Regions from separate parts of the Sus scrofa genome. Here region 1 is linked to region 2. The links are chromatin contacts, called in public HiChIP or PLAC-seq maps. All regions are on one chromosome and are shown on one strand. Each heading gives the region's core, a stretch centred on a gene start, on an enhancer-like site or on the middle of the called end of the contact. The rest is flanking DNA. Distances are from core to core; before and after follow the strand shown. Region 1 overlaps PDGFC (platelet-derived growth factor C). Region 2 overlaps PDGFC (platelet-derived growth factor C).

What was found. HiChIP or PLAC-seq counts read pairs in DNA pulled down with a chosen protein or histone mark.
Region 1: a contact with region 2 is called in an H3K27ac HiChIP or PLAC-seq map of alveolar macrophages. The contact joins two enhancer-like sites. A contact is called at or near these places in 3 of 47 Hi-C or Micro-C datasets (embryonic fibroblasts, fetal heart ventricle and liver) and 1 of 2 datasets of contacts at active chromatin or transcription factors (alveolar macrophages).

The regions. Positions count from the first base shown.
Region 1 is chr8:45,775,492-45,782,073 of Sscrofa11.1, forward strand. All of the region lies in intron 1 of PDGFC (platelet-derived growth factor C), which reads right to left. Among named protein-coding and RNA genes, the nearest start is that of PDGFC, 30 kb to the right of the region's middle. Within about 2 kb of position 4,345, at least 33 of the 83 cell types and tissues checked have an H3K27ac peak or open chromatin away from gene starts, as enhancers often do. A contact at or near this core is called in alveolar macrophages, where this site is marked.
Region 2 is chr8:45,656,919-45,663,480 of Sscrofa11.1, forward strand. The region is part of intron 2 of PDGFC (platelet-derived growth factor C); the gene reads right to left. Among named protein-coding and RNA genes, the nearest start is that of PDGFC, 150 kb to the right of the region's middle. Within about 2 kb of position 3,248, at least 6 of the 83 cell types and tissues checked have an H3K27ac peak or open chromatin away from gene starts, as enhancers often do. A contact at or near this core is called in alveolar macrophages, where this site is marked.

The sequences.
Region 1 (6,582 bases), core at 3,095-5,594, 120 kb after region 2:
CCACAGCAGTGAAAATACCAGATCCTTAACTGCTAGGCTAACTGGGGAACTCCCACTAAGTCAAATTTTCATACTTCTTCCTCTACGGATTCTTCTCACCCCAAACATCCAGGCTTTCTTGAAAATGAGAATGTGATGCTGGTGGAAAAAACCTCCAGAGTTTTCAGAGACTTCAATCACTTCTCAACATTTAAGAAGTGGAACCACAAGAGAGCAAGTCTGCTCAGGTCCTAACCAAATTAGAGCTTGCATTACAACACATGAGAGTTGCAATCAGATGTAGGATGATGCAGCAGTTAGGGGCATGTATCCTGGAACCAGGCTGCCTCGGCTGGAGACCCTGACCTCAGCCAAGTGGCTCACATCCTCCTCAAATTGGGAATATCCTTAGCCACTGCCCCCATAGGTTTTTTGTGAGGATTAAAAGGATGAATGTGTGTTAATCATAAATTAATGCCTACCTAGTGTACAGTAAGTACCCAGTAAGTATTAAGTATATTTATTGTTAAATAGAATTTATTTGAGTACCATATGCTCCTGTTCAAAATAAATAGGGCCAGTCATCTACTAAGTTAAGCTGTTATAATATTCTTCCAACTCAATACAACCTTTGCTTTCTTCTCTTTTGTTGAGTTTAAACTCACTGTATGTGGTGTAAAGCTCTTGTGGTTATAACTTATCATTATTAAAAATGAACAATAAAACTCCTCACAAACTCCTATCTTTGACATCCTTTCCAGGTAAAAATCAAGTGATGTGACTGTGGTACCTAAAACAGCAATGAACAAGTAGACTTGGGCCCTTTAAGACATCAATACAGGCCACAGACGGAGATGCCCATCCAGACCCTTAGGCAAGAGCTTCAAGCTTCCTCCTTACAACTCAGTTACAATGCTCCACAATTCTAAAAGCTCTGATTTCAGAACATATCAAAAATCTGACCACTCACCTCCTTTATTCTGATCTAAGACACTATGTTCTTCCTTCCTGCCCTGTAGTCTATTCTCCATCCAGCAGAAGTAACAGTCTCCAGAGAGTCACTACTCATCTTGCTTCAGCCACCCCCATGCATGCCATGTTATCATCTCATCCTGTTCCAGCCATCCCCTTGCTGTCCTCATGTGTGCCATGTCTGGCACAGTCCTTGCCAAGGGGCCTGCTTCTCCTGCTGGCCCCTTTGTGAGGCCTTCTCCCCATCCCCTCGAACCCTAGCTCAAAACCACCTTTGTGAAGGCACCATGAGCTATTCTAAACTGCGGCACCATGAGCTATTCTAAACTGCAGCACCATGGTCTAAGCTCACACACTCCTCATCCTCCAATACCCAGCCCTGGTCGTGCCCTATGACACCAATAGCTTCCTTCTGTGTCTATCATTCTTCTCTCTTCACTAGAATGCAAAGTCCACAAGGTTGGAGTGTTACTGACATTGGTCTTTGGACTCTTTAATCAATAGAAATTGATAAGAGGCCAGAGGAGAAGTTCAGGCAAGGCTTATTGTGGCTCCTGCTGCAGCAGGAGGGTTTGAAAACAAGTAACAGAAGCCCCTGCTCCTAGCAGGGGTGGGGCATGCTGGTCCTCTAAATGGGATGAGGGTAAAGGTAGATCCATGGGTCCAGCTGGAAGGGTGGTTTGGGTGGTCTACCCACCCCCTTTATGATGCTGTTTGGAAGGATTATGTGCAGGACCCTGCTTTTGCACTCTAGAAGTGGCTGCTGCTTTGTGGCCTTTTGTATACTATAATTTGCCCCAATTGCACATGCTTGCAATTATTTTTAGACCTTATCATTTCCTTGTATCTGTTGCTGAAGGAGATGTTTGTCCAGGTGTAAGCACTGCAGATATTTCAGCAAAGAGTCCCAGACCCCAGCCTGTCTCAGAGGTTTCAGGATATTTTGTCCATCGCTACTATCACCTGTGTCTAGCATTGTGCTGCCTATGTAATCAATGTTCAGGAAATGTTTGTTTAAGGAATAAATGACTGAGGGCATCCTATCTGCATCCCAGTTCACCCCTAATGAAGAGTCTAGACCTCTCCTAATACTTCAAAATAGAAATGCATATATAATCTCAGTAGTGAAAACTTAAAACAGCAATACATTTTCTCCTGCACAAAAATCTAAATCAAAATCCAAAAGATTTGGGAGTTCCCACTGTGTCTCAGTGGTAATGAACCTGACTAGTATCCATGAGGATGTGGGTTCAATCCCTGGCCTTTCTCAGTGGGTTAAGAATCCAGCATTGCCATAAGCTGTGGTGAAGGTTGCAGACCTGGCTGACATTGCTGTGGTTGTGGTGTAGGCCAGCAACTACAGCTCTGATTTGACCCCTAGCCTAGGAACTTCCATATGCCATGGGTGTGGTCCTAAAAAGACAAAAATAAAGCACCAAAGATTTAAAAGAAAAAAAAGAAAGGAAGTGGCATAGCAGGTTAAGGATCCAGCACTGCTGCAGCTGTGGCTCAGGTTCAGGCTGTGGCCCAGGAAGTTCCATATGCTGTGTGTGTGGCCCAATAATAAAAATGTTTTAAAAAAGACAAGACAAAAAATGAAAAAAAAAAACTTAACTCCAATTTATAGAAGTTAAACAACCACTGTCTCATTTCCGAAGGTGGGGGGGAAAAAAAACCAATACACATTTATGAGTTTGTTGATTAAAGAAATCAATCCCTCTAGTTAAAGAGGGCCTTCTCCCTGAATGTTACAGTTTAGCTCAGGAGGTGGATGCAAGGACCTTATACAATGAAACTGCAGGACCGATTGACAGAGCAATTACTCATGTGGCCTGGATGCTGGCTAACAGCTCATAATCTTGCAGAAAACACCTTGGGAATTTTAATGACCATCCAGACTGAGAAGCAGTTTAGTTTCCATTCTAATGTGAAAAATATCTAATCTGGACCCCTCTCTATTCTGGCATCTACTCATGGGGATCATATGACTCCTGCATCATCCGGCTCATTATCCCTGGCTTCCACACAGGACCGTACCTTATCCCAATCAACTGCTGAGGATGAAGAAAACAGAACTCATATTCTCTCCTCTTCTTCTATTTGGTTTGGTACCGTTTATCATTCCCCCAACAGGATGCTGTAACCTTCAAAGTTTTTCTTGTAAACTACAGAGGCATGTATTATTTATGTAAGAAATGGATAAAATAGGTTATATGCTACCTATCAAAAAAGCCCATAGAATATGAAAAAAGGAGTAGAGTGAATCCGCAGAAAGTATTCTTAATGAGTATCATTCACACTGGACAGGGAAGATATAGAGAAATATCATTTTAAACATCGAGAAATTTAAGGTGAAATTATAATATGTCTCCTTATCTACCACAAAAAATATAGAATATGGACCCAGACTGAGGCAAAAATAATAGCTCTGGTTGCACAGCATATAAGAACTAACCTGAAACACAAAATGTAGAGATCAGAAAAAGAGACCAACTCATTTAAAAGAATGTTATACAACATTTCACCCCAGATGATGTCATTTATTTAGCAATGAAAATCATAAATATGTCAGAGTAAGCTTTTGATCCTCTTTGAAAAATGGGAGTTCCTGTTCCCTCAGTGGGTTAAGAACCAACATAGTGACAGTGGGGATGTGGGTCTGATCCCTGGCCTCACTTAGTGGGTTAAGTAGGTATTGCCAAAATCTATGCTATAGCTTTCAGATGCAGCTCGGATCCTGCATTGCCATGGCATGGCGTAGGCCGCAGCTACAACTGCAATTTGACTCCTAGCCTGGGAACCTTCCATATGCTGCCAGTGCTGCCATTAAAAAAAGAAGAAGAAAAAAAAAATGAAAGACAGAAATCTGAAAAATAGTCTTGGTATTGTTTCTTCATTTAATGAGCTTGCAAATTTTTTTTAAGCAACAAATCCTTTTTTCTTAGGCAACAATGAGCTTGAATTTGCCAAGGTCACTTAAAGGCAGAGCTCCTAACTTTTATCAGGATCCACCTCCTTGTCATCAGGACAACCTGAACTGAAGGGCAGGTCAGGATGTGGCCCTGGAGCCAGGGCGAGAGCTAGCCTTGCACTCTGCCCTGCTGCCAAGCCCTCTGTGACTCAGAAGATGACTTCATCCCCCAGACAAGAGGAGAAATCCCCTGACAACATCCTACCCAAGACACTCCCAGAGCCTTTCCTGGATTTTTAAAGATTCTGGTCACCCTGAACATGTCCAGAACAAAAGCATTAAAAAGACACCCTCAAGTCTACCTCAGAAGGTCAAAATAATTTTCAGAACTGCTTGAGTGAAGAAGGCCAAGGCCCAGGGCTCTGCCAGAGAAGGCTGGAAGGAGGGCTGTCATCACGGCTGAGATGGCCCCACCACATGGCAGGAATGAGTCACCGCAGAAGTCTCCAGCCACGGAAGGAAAGGAGGTCAGCAGGATGGACAAGGCATTGCCCACTGATGTCGTCCGATTCTTGCCACTAGAAAGTAAACAGGATGGAAGACCAAAGGGGGAAAATCGCAGCAGCACACACCAGCTCTGCCCAGAGGCCCTTCACTCAGGATCTGTGGATGCACAGCTGCTGCCCCAACCTTCCACCAAGGGCATCCCAACCCTCTACAGTTTACAGAGGGTTGCTGTGGCACTTGCTTCCCTATGCAAACCTCCACATCTACTTCCCTACTCAAAACTCCCTTTTAATTTAGATTTTCCTCTGAGATGGCTGAATCTCAGAGGTCAGTGCACTTGGAGGGGTTCCAGACTCAGCAGGCAGAAGTTTTTCATTCACACCATGGACTATAAGAATTAAACATCAAAATGAAGGCATGGCCATGAAGTATGAGGGCAACATGAAAAAAGGAGATTCAAGAAATGTATCATTTGTGCAGTTTGTTATTTGGTTTGTTAATTGGTTATATGATTACCAATTTCACTGCTTTTGTGACAGATATACTGCTGAGTGGGGATATCCCAAAATAAGTATCTTAACTGAGGCATAACTTGAACCACAGGCTTCAACCAAGTCATCACTGCTAGTCTTTTTTTTCCTCATTCCCCTAACTCGACCTTCAGTGTCATAAATACAAACGGTAGTGTTTCTTCCAAAACTAAAACAGTATTCCCTAGAGCAGAGTTTTCTATGTGCTTTATACCTGGAGTTTGAAATAATTTTTAGTCTCAAATTTCTAAAAAGACAGTCACAGAACAAATATCATATGATAGTACTTAAATGTGGAATCCGAAATATGACACAAATGAACTTATCTATGAAACAGAAACTGACTCACAGATACAGAGAACAGACTTGTGGTTGCCAAGAGGAGGGTGGGGGAAGGATGGACGGGGAGTTTGGGATTAGCAGATGCAAACTATATATAGGATGGATAAACAATGAGGTTCTACTGTAGAGTAGAGGGAACTATATTTAATATCCTGTGATTGACTATACCACAATGGAAAAGAATATGAAAAAGAATGTGTGTAAATACACACGTATATGTAAAGAATGTACATATACAGATATGTAAGTATAACTAAATCACTTTGCTGTACAGTAAAAATTATATTTTAATAAAAAAGAAAATCCACTTGCATAAGATGAAAATATCTGAACTAAATATCTTAAAATAAATTTTTAAATGGGGGGGAACCTAAAGTGTGAGAGTGTGCCCCTCAGGCAGGGCCATGCAGCCCTGATGGAAGCTGCCTGACCTGAGGCCAGGGGCAGGTCCACCTGAAGGTCTGAAGGTCCTGCTGTACATAGAAAAAGGCAAGTACCCTATGCTTCTCCATCCGCCAGTCTGGGTGAACAGGACTAGCAGGATTCTGAAGTCCACACAGACCTCAGATCAGGAGTACCCTAGGATCATGTAGCTGTAGGAAGGCAGGTCTTGTGCGGTTTTTTCATCCTGGTTTATATCACACACTCGTCTATAAACAAAACAAAGCCCATCGTGTGCAACCTTGTGGCATGTTCCAGATGTTTCTAACAAGTGTACAAAAAAATTTTTAAAATCCCACAATATCTTCTTGATCTTTAAGGCTTAAGAGCAGGATGTACAGCCTACATGTTAAGCTTAAAAAAAAGAAAAGAGAGAGAAAGAAAAAAAAACCCATATGGTGCCAAATGCTGGCAGCTCACTTCTCTCCTCCCAGACAAAACTCTTAGGTCTTGTGAAAACATTCCTTGTAAACTGCCAAAAACAACACAGATCATTGTGGTGGATGGCTCGCCCTTGCCGACTGCCACAGAGGCCCCCACTGCCCTTGACTGTAGCCACATCCAGCCTCCAGGATAAACCAAGGGCTCTCAACCCTGAAGGGCCACCTTGAGAAATGCCACCTCCTCGCTCCTAAAAGCAAGGCTTGCAGCTTACGTGTGTTCCTTTACAAAATGTTGTATTGTTTGTACTGGCTCCCCCCTCATTTAAATTTGGTTTCCAAAATTAGTACAGCATTGTTTCTCCTATGATAGTAATGTGAGCTTACTACAGAGATTTTTTTAAAATATTAAATGTATTGCAGAAGGGAAAAGACCAGCACCCTCACTGGTTTGCTAGAGCCCTTGTAGATAAAACACTAAGAACACCCGAGCATGTTTTCTTCTACTTTCTGGATCCAC
Region 2 (6,562 bases), core at 1,998-4,497:
ATTCACCTTAGATGTAAGCCAGATTTTTCTCTTGTGGGTTATCATCTTGTTTGTTTTCCATTCTACTTTTAGTACAAAGAGTTAAGAATGAAGGAGAACGTGCCTGCAGATCTAGGTGTCTACTGGAAAAAGTAGGACTTCCTCTTGAGTTTAGGGTAACTAGGAATATTGAAATGGGAATGTATGCAGCAAGGCTTACCTAAAGGGCGTCAAAATTTAAGATAAGAAAGAAGGGCAATACGTTTCCTCTCATCCACCCAACACTAAGACCATGCCAGGAACAGAAGTCCCACAATTTACCGTCACTCTAAGGCACCGCACAGACTGCTCCTTCTGTGTCCTGTTTACCTACAAACCAAATATGCTCTTTGAATAGCTGAATTCCATTGCCTAAACACATTATGAAAGGAAATTGTTAAAGGATTACCATTGGTTAGGTTACTGGTTTTTTAATCTATGCGAATTGCCTCCCCACTTGCAGGGACCAGGGTACACTAGATACGGGTTTATCTAAAGCTGAGAGCAATATTTAAGTAGTGTGATAAGGAGTTCCCACTGTGGCACAGTGGGTTAAGAATCTGACTGCAGCAGCTGTGGAGGGGAGGTTTCATCCCTGGCCCTGCACAGTGAGTTAAAGGATCCAGTGCTGCTGCAGCAGCCACAGCATAAGCCACAGCTGTTGCTCAGATTTAAGCCCTGCACTGGGAACTTCCATGTGCCACGGGTGTGGCTGTAAAAAAAAAAAAAGAAAACAAAAACAGTAGTGTGATAATAAAATTTGGACAAGATTCATGCAGTATTTACTAAAGTATTATCATGACTCCAGGCCTGATTTTAAAAGAAAATATTTAAATGGCTGATTAGCAGTAAAATGCATTTTAAAAGGCTCATCTGTTTAGATACACAAATTTACCTTTGAGTGATAACGTCTGTGAAAATGAGAAAATGAGTTTGTTTTAGAATACACCAAGGTGAAATAAAAATATTCTTTCTCATAGGAGACTAGAGAATTTAGGCACAGTTCCTGAATAGGAGTCTTTAAAAAAAAGAAAACAAACACTAGGTTTTTATTTTGAGTATTTATACTCATTAAAATTTATTTGATAATTGAATCATTTATGAAAAAAGATATTCTCAGAGTTTAAAAAAAATTTAGGCCAGCCAGCATAATTCATTACTGAAAATTTTAAAGTCAGTAAGAACAGATGCATGGCTAGTACTTTAAAAAAACACAAACAGATGAGCAGAGGGCTTTAATCTTGACTCATGAACTGCTATTTTAAGGAAATAACTGTTCAATAAAAAAAAATGACTCTAGATGTTAAGTTCCTCTTGGCAAAATAAAGTGCTGCACTAGACAGTCCAGAAGGCCTTTTTAAAAATCTTAGCCTCCCCCCCACCTTTTTTTTTCTGGTTTAACAGCCAAATCACATTTCCTTTGATGTACATAGTTATGTCTACTGTATAAGGCAGGGAACTCTACTTAACATTTTGTAATAGCCTATAAGGGAAAAGACTAAAAAAAAAATATATGTATGTATAACTGAATCATTTCTCTGTACATCTGAAACTAACATAACATTGTAAATGAACACTATACTTCATTATATATAAAAAAGGAGCTTAAACACAGAACCCTACTATATGTTCCAGAAAGTTTTATTCTTTTCCAAGGTCTATGGGGCACTGCTATCATCAGATGGTCATTTTCTATGGCAATAATATCCATGGAAACCAACTTCTGAATAACTTGTAAATAGCAGTGTATCATGAAGCCAGAGAAAAAACATAGAGTCATGGAGGTGCTGAGGGACTGAGCAAATGTGCCAACAAGGAGCCCTGTCCCATGCAGGGTCTGCTCTCTAAGCAGGCAGCCCAGGGACAGGAGCTCCAAGCTCCCCCATCCCTCAACCACAGCACTTTCACCAAACTGTTCCAAGTGCAGCCTGGTACCAGCGCAGACCTAGGGCTCCACAGACTGCAAGTCTGTTTGGAAGGACAAAGTGGTCTTTCTTACACCCTCAACAGTGCCAAGCAACACCTTAAGTCCTTTGGAGCACAAAAGTCCATTTCAGAACTCATTTGACAAAGGTTCTCTCTGACTCTTCTGATAAGAAAAAGATCCCTCATTCCTCACCAGATACAGCAGTCAGAGTGGTCCCCAGAAGCAATAATAGGATGGGTCTGGCACAAAGAAGATGCTTAATTAGGAGTTTCCGTGGTGGTGCAGTGATAATGAACCTGACTAGTATCCATGAGGATGCAGGTTCAATCCCTGGCCTCACTCAATGGGTTGGGGATCCAATGTTGCCATGAGCTGTGGTGTAGCTCACAGACACGGCTCAGATTCTGTGTTGCTCTGTGACTGTGGTGTAGGCTGGCAGCTGCAGCTCCTTAGACCCCTAGCCTGGGAATTTCCACATGCCTCGGGTATGGCCCTAAAAATATTTTTTTTTTAAAAAAAAAAGGGCAGGAAGATGCTTAATTAATGGAAGTTTTTATTATTGAGTGAAAAGTCTATTCATTTCCAAGACTTTCTAGTTTCTCATTCACCTGTTTTGTCTACATCATAAAATTGGAATTTTACTGCTATTTTGTTTGCTTTTTGTACCTTTTCTTCAGTGACCACTATAAAGAATACATGGATATATTTGTGTGTATACATGCTCCATATATATTTTAATATGTAAATATGTAAAAAATACACATAACTATACATATACACATAAACACACATATATGCATGTGTGTATTTAAGGAAATATTGAGATATAGGTAGAATAGGCAAAATTCTACTTATATCACTTTCATGTTTATATTATCTTCCAAGTACACATGTATTTAAGTATGTTCGTTATGATCTATACTATTAATCTCTTAGAATGCTAATAAAAACTTTTTTTAAAAAATGTATAAATTCCGGAAACCAAATTAGTTAACGTTGGTATAAATTTTTTTTTAAGTTGACTTGGCAGTTTTGAAACAATCCATCTTCGCTGTGGTTTTCTAAGATCATCACTTTTATTTCCAGCGTCAAAAGATTTACGGGCTATATGGGATTATATTTTCCTCAGAATCTGATTAAAGAATGAGGCAAAAGAAAAAGAAAAAAAAGAAAAAAGAAGATTGTCACTTCTCAAGAAACTAAACGAAACTCTTCATATTAAAGGAAACATTTCAGATTGTTAGGTGATTTGATCACTCTGGTAAGTCCTGCTAAGGAGATTACTTCATATTTTGCGGCCTGAAAAGGGAAATAAGAAAATGCTAGGCTAAACGCCCAATTGGCTCAACTCACCTTCCTGGGCAATATCCCTAGGCTGGGTTTTTTTGGCCATAGATTTGTTTTATTTTCCTCTTCTCACTTCTAAAATTTTCCTCTTGCTCTCTGCTTCTTTCCTCATCCTGTTAAAATTACCCCTTCAAGGGGCCTTAATATCCAGGATTCCTAGCATAGCCTTTAATAGGTTCCTGTGCCACCAGAAAATTCAGCCCTTTTTAAGAGTTTCAAAAGTATCACTCAGTTCATTTCCTCTTTTGCTCCAAATGTTTTTCCTTAGATTTCTCCCTCCTTGAAAAAAGAGGTAGAATAGCTTAAAAAAAAATTATCTCATGACTTCTATTCACATATTCAGAAATATTTACCAACCTACTTCCACTGAACTTCAAGTTTCCTCTCTGAAAATGCCAAAAATCCATGATGCCTTTCAATTCCTCATTTTATTAATCTTACATGCAAGAAAATCATATACAGTAGAAAGGTACCAAATCATATATAGTATGAGAAAACTCCCATTAATATTACTTTGGTAATTTCATAGAACCAAATAGAAATTAGACCTCATTAATTCAAAAACTTATCTGAAAAGCTGTGGTGATCATCCTTTTAACAATTTGTGTGCTCTGGTTTCAATTACAAAGCTATCGATATTTTTGACTTATTAGAGTTTAAAATATGAAAAAAAATACACATGTAAAATACCTTTATAACAGGGTATCAGTAGAGGATGTATAAACTTAGAATATAAGCTCTTAGCAGGCAAGGGCTGCATTACTTTTTAAAAATCTCCTTGTCCCCAGCCTTTATCTGGTATCAATCAACCATGTGATTGATACCAAGGCATGGACACTGACTCATTCATCCCATGTGGTCAACAGACAGTTGAGCTGAGGTTCTTCAAGGTCCACAGGAAAATGAAAGATAGGGCAAAGGGTATCCTCTTCCCACCCTCACCCTCTGCAGACTTCAATCCGAGGAGACATAAACAACTTTCCCATTTACTTGTGGGCCTTTGGGTGACTGAGTAACTATGGGCTACTCAGAGCTTTAGTCATCCATGAGCTTCAACCTGGGCGAGACAGCCCAGTTCACCAGATGGCAAGTAAGATCACATTTTTTCAGGACAGCAACTGCAGCAATAATACTCCTGTCATAGGTCAAGAACGCCCTTTATATTATCATCAAGTTATGACTAATGGGTTCCAAACACACACAGTGGGACGTTTCACCGGATCTTCTCAGGACCTGCCTCATGGTGACTTTTAAAACAGTGAGCATGGAATCCTTTATTTTATTTATTTTTTGCTTTTTAGGGCTGCACCTTTAGCATATGGAAACTCCTAGGCTAGGGGTCGAATCAGAGCTGTAGCCACTGGCCCACACCACAGCCACACCAGATCCGAGCCGTGTCTTCAACCTACACCACAGCTCATGGCAATGCTGGATCCTTAACCCACTGAGCAGGGGCAGGGATCGAACCGGCATCCTCATGGATACTACGCAGGTTCGCTTCCACTCTGCCAAAACAGGAACTCAGCGCATGGAATACTTTAAAATAATGGATCCCACATGCAACACTTTAAAGCTGACTGATAAAACCTCATACTATCAATGATATTAGCTCCACCACTTCCCTTGGCACATGTACTCTTCAGATTTCAGCTGAATGTCCTATTTTTAGAGATGCCTTCTGTGAGTAGCATCTTTTCCAGCATGGTTCACATCACACCTATTCCTATTTTCAGTTATATTTTTCGCATACCTGTCCCCTTACTATTTAATGCTTTCTGAAGGCCAGAGGTCCATCTAATAATCTTTTTAGTCCCAACATTTAGCATGGTGTTTGGGCCACATATAGCAAGAACTAAATGATTGTTGAGTGATGAATGGATGGATGGGTGAATTAGTTTACACATGTATATATGCTAACACACATATTTATATACAAATCTATGTAGACAGAAGAGTCATAATGATACATGTGGTCTTGAAATATTCCTATATAACAAATATTGATACTCGAGTAATTTTTTCTTCTTTCCCTAATTCTGGCTATTCCCATTAAAAACAAGCATAACTGACTTTGTCAAAAATAACTACAAGGGGCTTTTAGAAAATGAGAATACTTTGTTCAGAGTAATAAATTAGATGTTATTTTTAGAAATTCATACACTGTTAATCATCCTCCATTTTCTCACGGGCTAATCATTACCATGATTTGCTGTATACCCTTGGCACACTGGCTTAAGACCCATTATGAAACTTGCTGTGTTTGAATTTCATGGTGGAGGTATCTCCTTGTTTCTTTTTCAAATGCATCTCTAAGTAAGGAGTCACACCGACACAGCTCAACTTCAAGAGTAGTGCCTCCACGGAATCAGGACTGTAGGAAGCAGTGTGACTTACTTGGTCTCAAGGAAACCTCAAGCGGTATTGCTATTATCAATCATTCTCTTTGACTAAACATTTCACCTCTTTCAAGGAAGTAACCAGCAGGACTGTAGCTAAATTTTTCTGACTCTCCTCACCTGTTAGTTAAACAGGAGATTAATGTATTATGAAGTGGTCTATAACTAATCCTTCCTTATCACACGGAGCCCAGCCCATGAATTGTTAGTGCAAGTGTTTTTTTTTTCACTTCCAAATAATGCTGTCTGTGCTCTCTCTTCATGCTGAAATCCATTATTTCAGGCCCTCATTAACATAATCCAGATGATTCCAAGAGCCATCCCTAATCTGTACTTTTTCTCCTTCTTCTACACCCCATCTCTCTAACCCGGGGCCTATCTACCATAAAAACTGTGATCATCTATATGGGAAAAGAATCTGAAAAAAAAAGTGGATGTGTGTATATGTACAACCGAATCACTTTGTTGTACAGCATAAATTATCACAGCATTGTAGTAAATCAATTATATACTTCATTAAAATTTTAAAAAATAAAAATAAAAGTGGCTGCTTTCCTACAACACACACTGTCCTGCACATCACACACACCACATACAAACCCACCAAGAGTTATTCACCTGCTTCTTTGTCAAATCAGAACCCTGGACACACTCTTTTTCATTTAAATGTAACACATTTCATTCTGGTTTACAGGTTGGTAGTTTGAGAGTTTGCATCTCACAAGCCTCTCACTGAGAAGATGGTCCCTGTTCAATGTGCTATTCAGATCAGTTTTAATCATCTTAGCTAAAGGTCACCTTCTAGTGGTGGATTCAACAACTTTTCATGTCTGTTGGCCATCCTGCTTGTGACCTCAGGCTGTTCGTTTCTGTT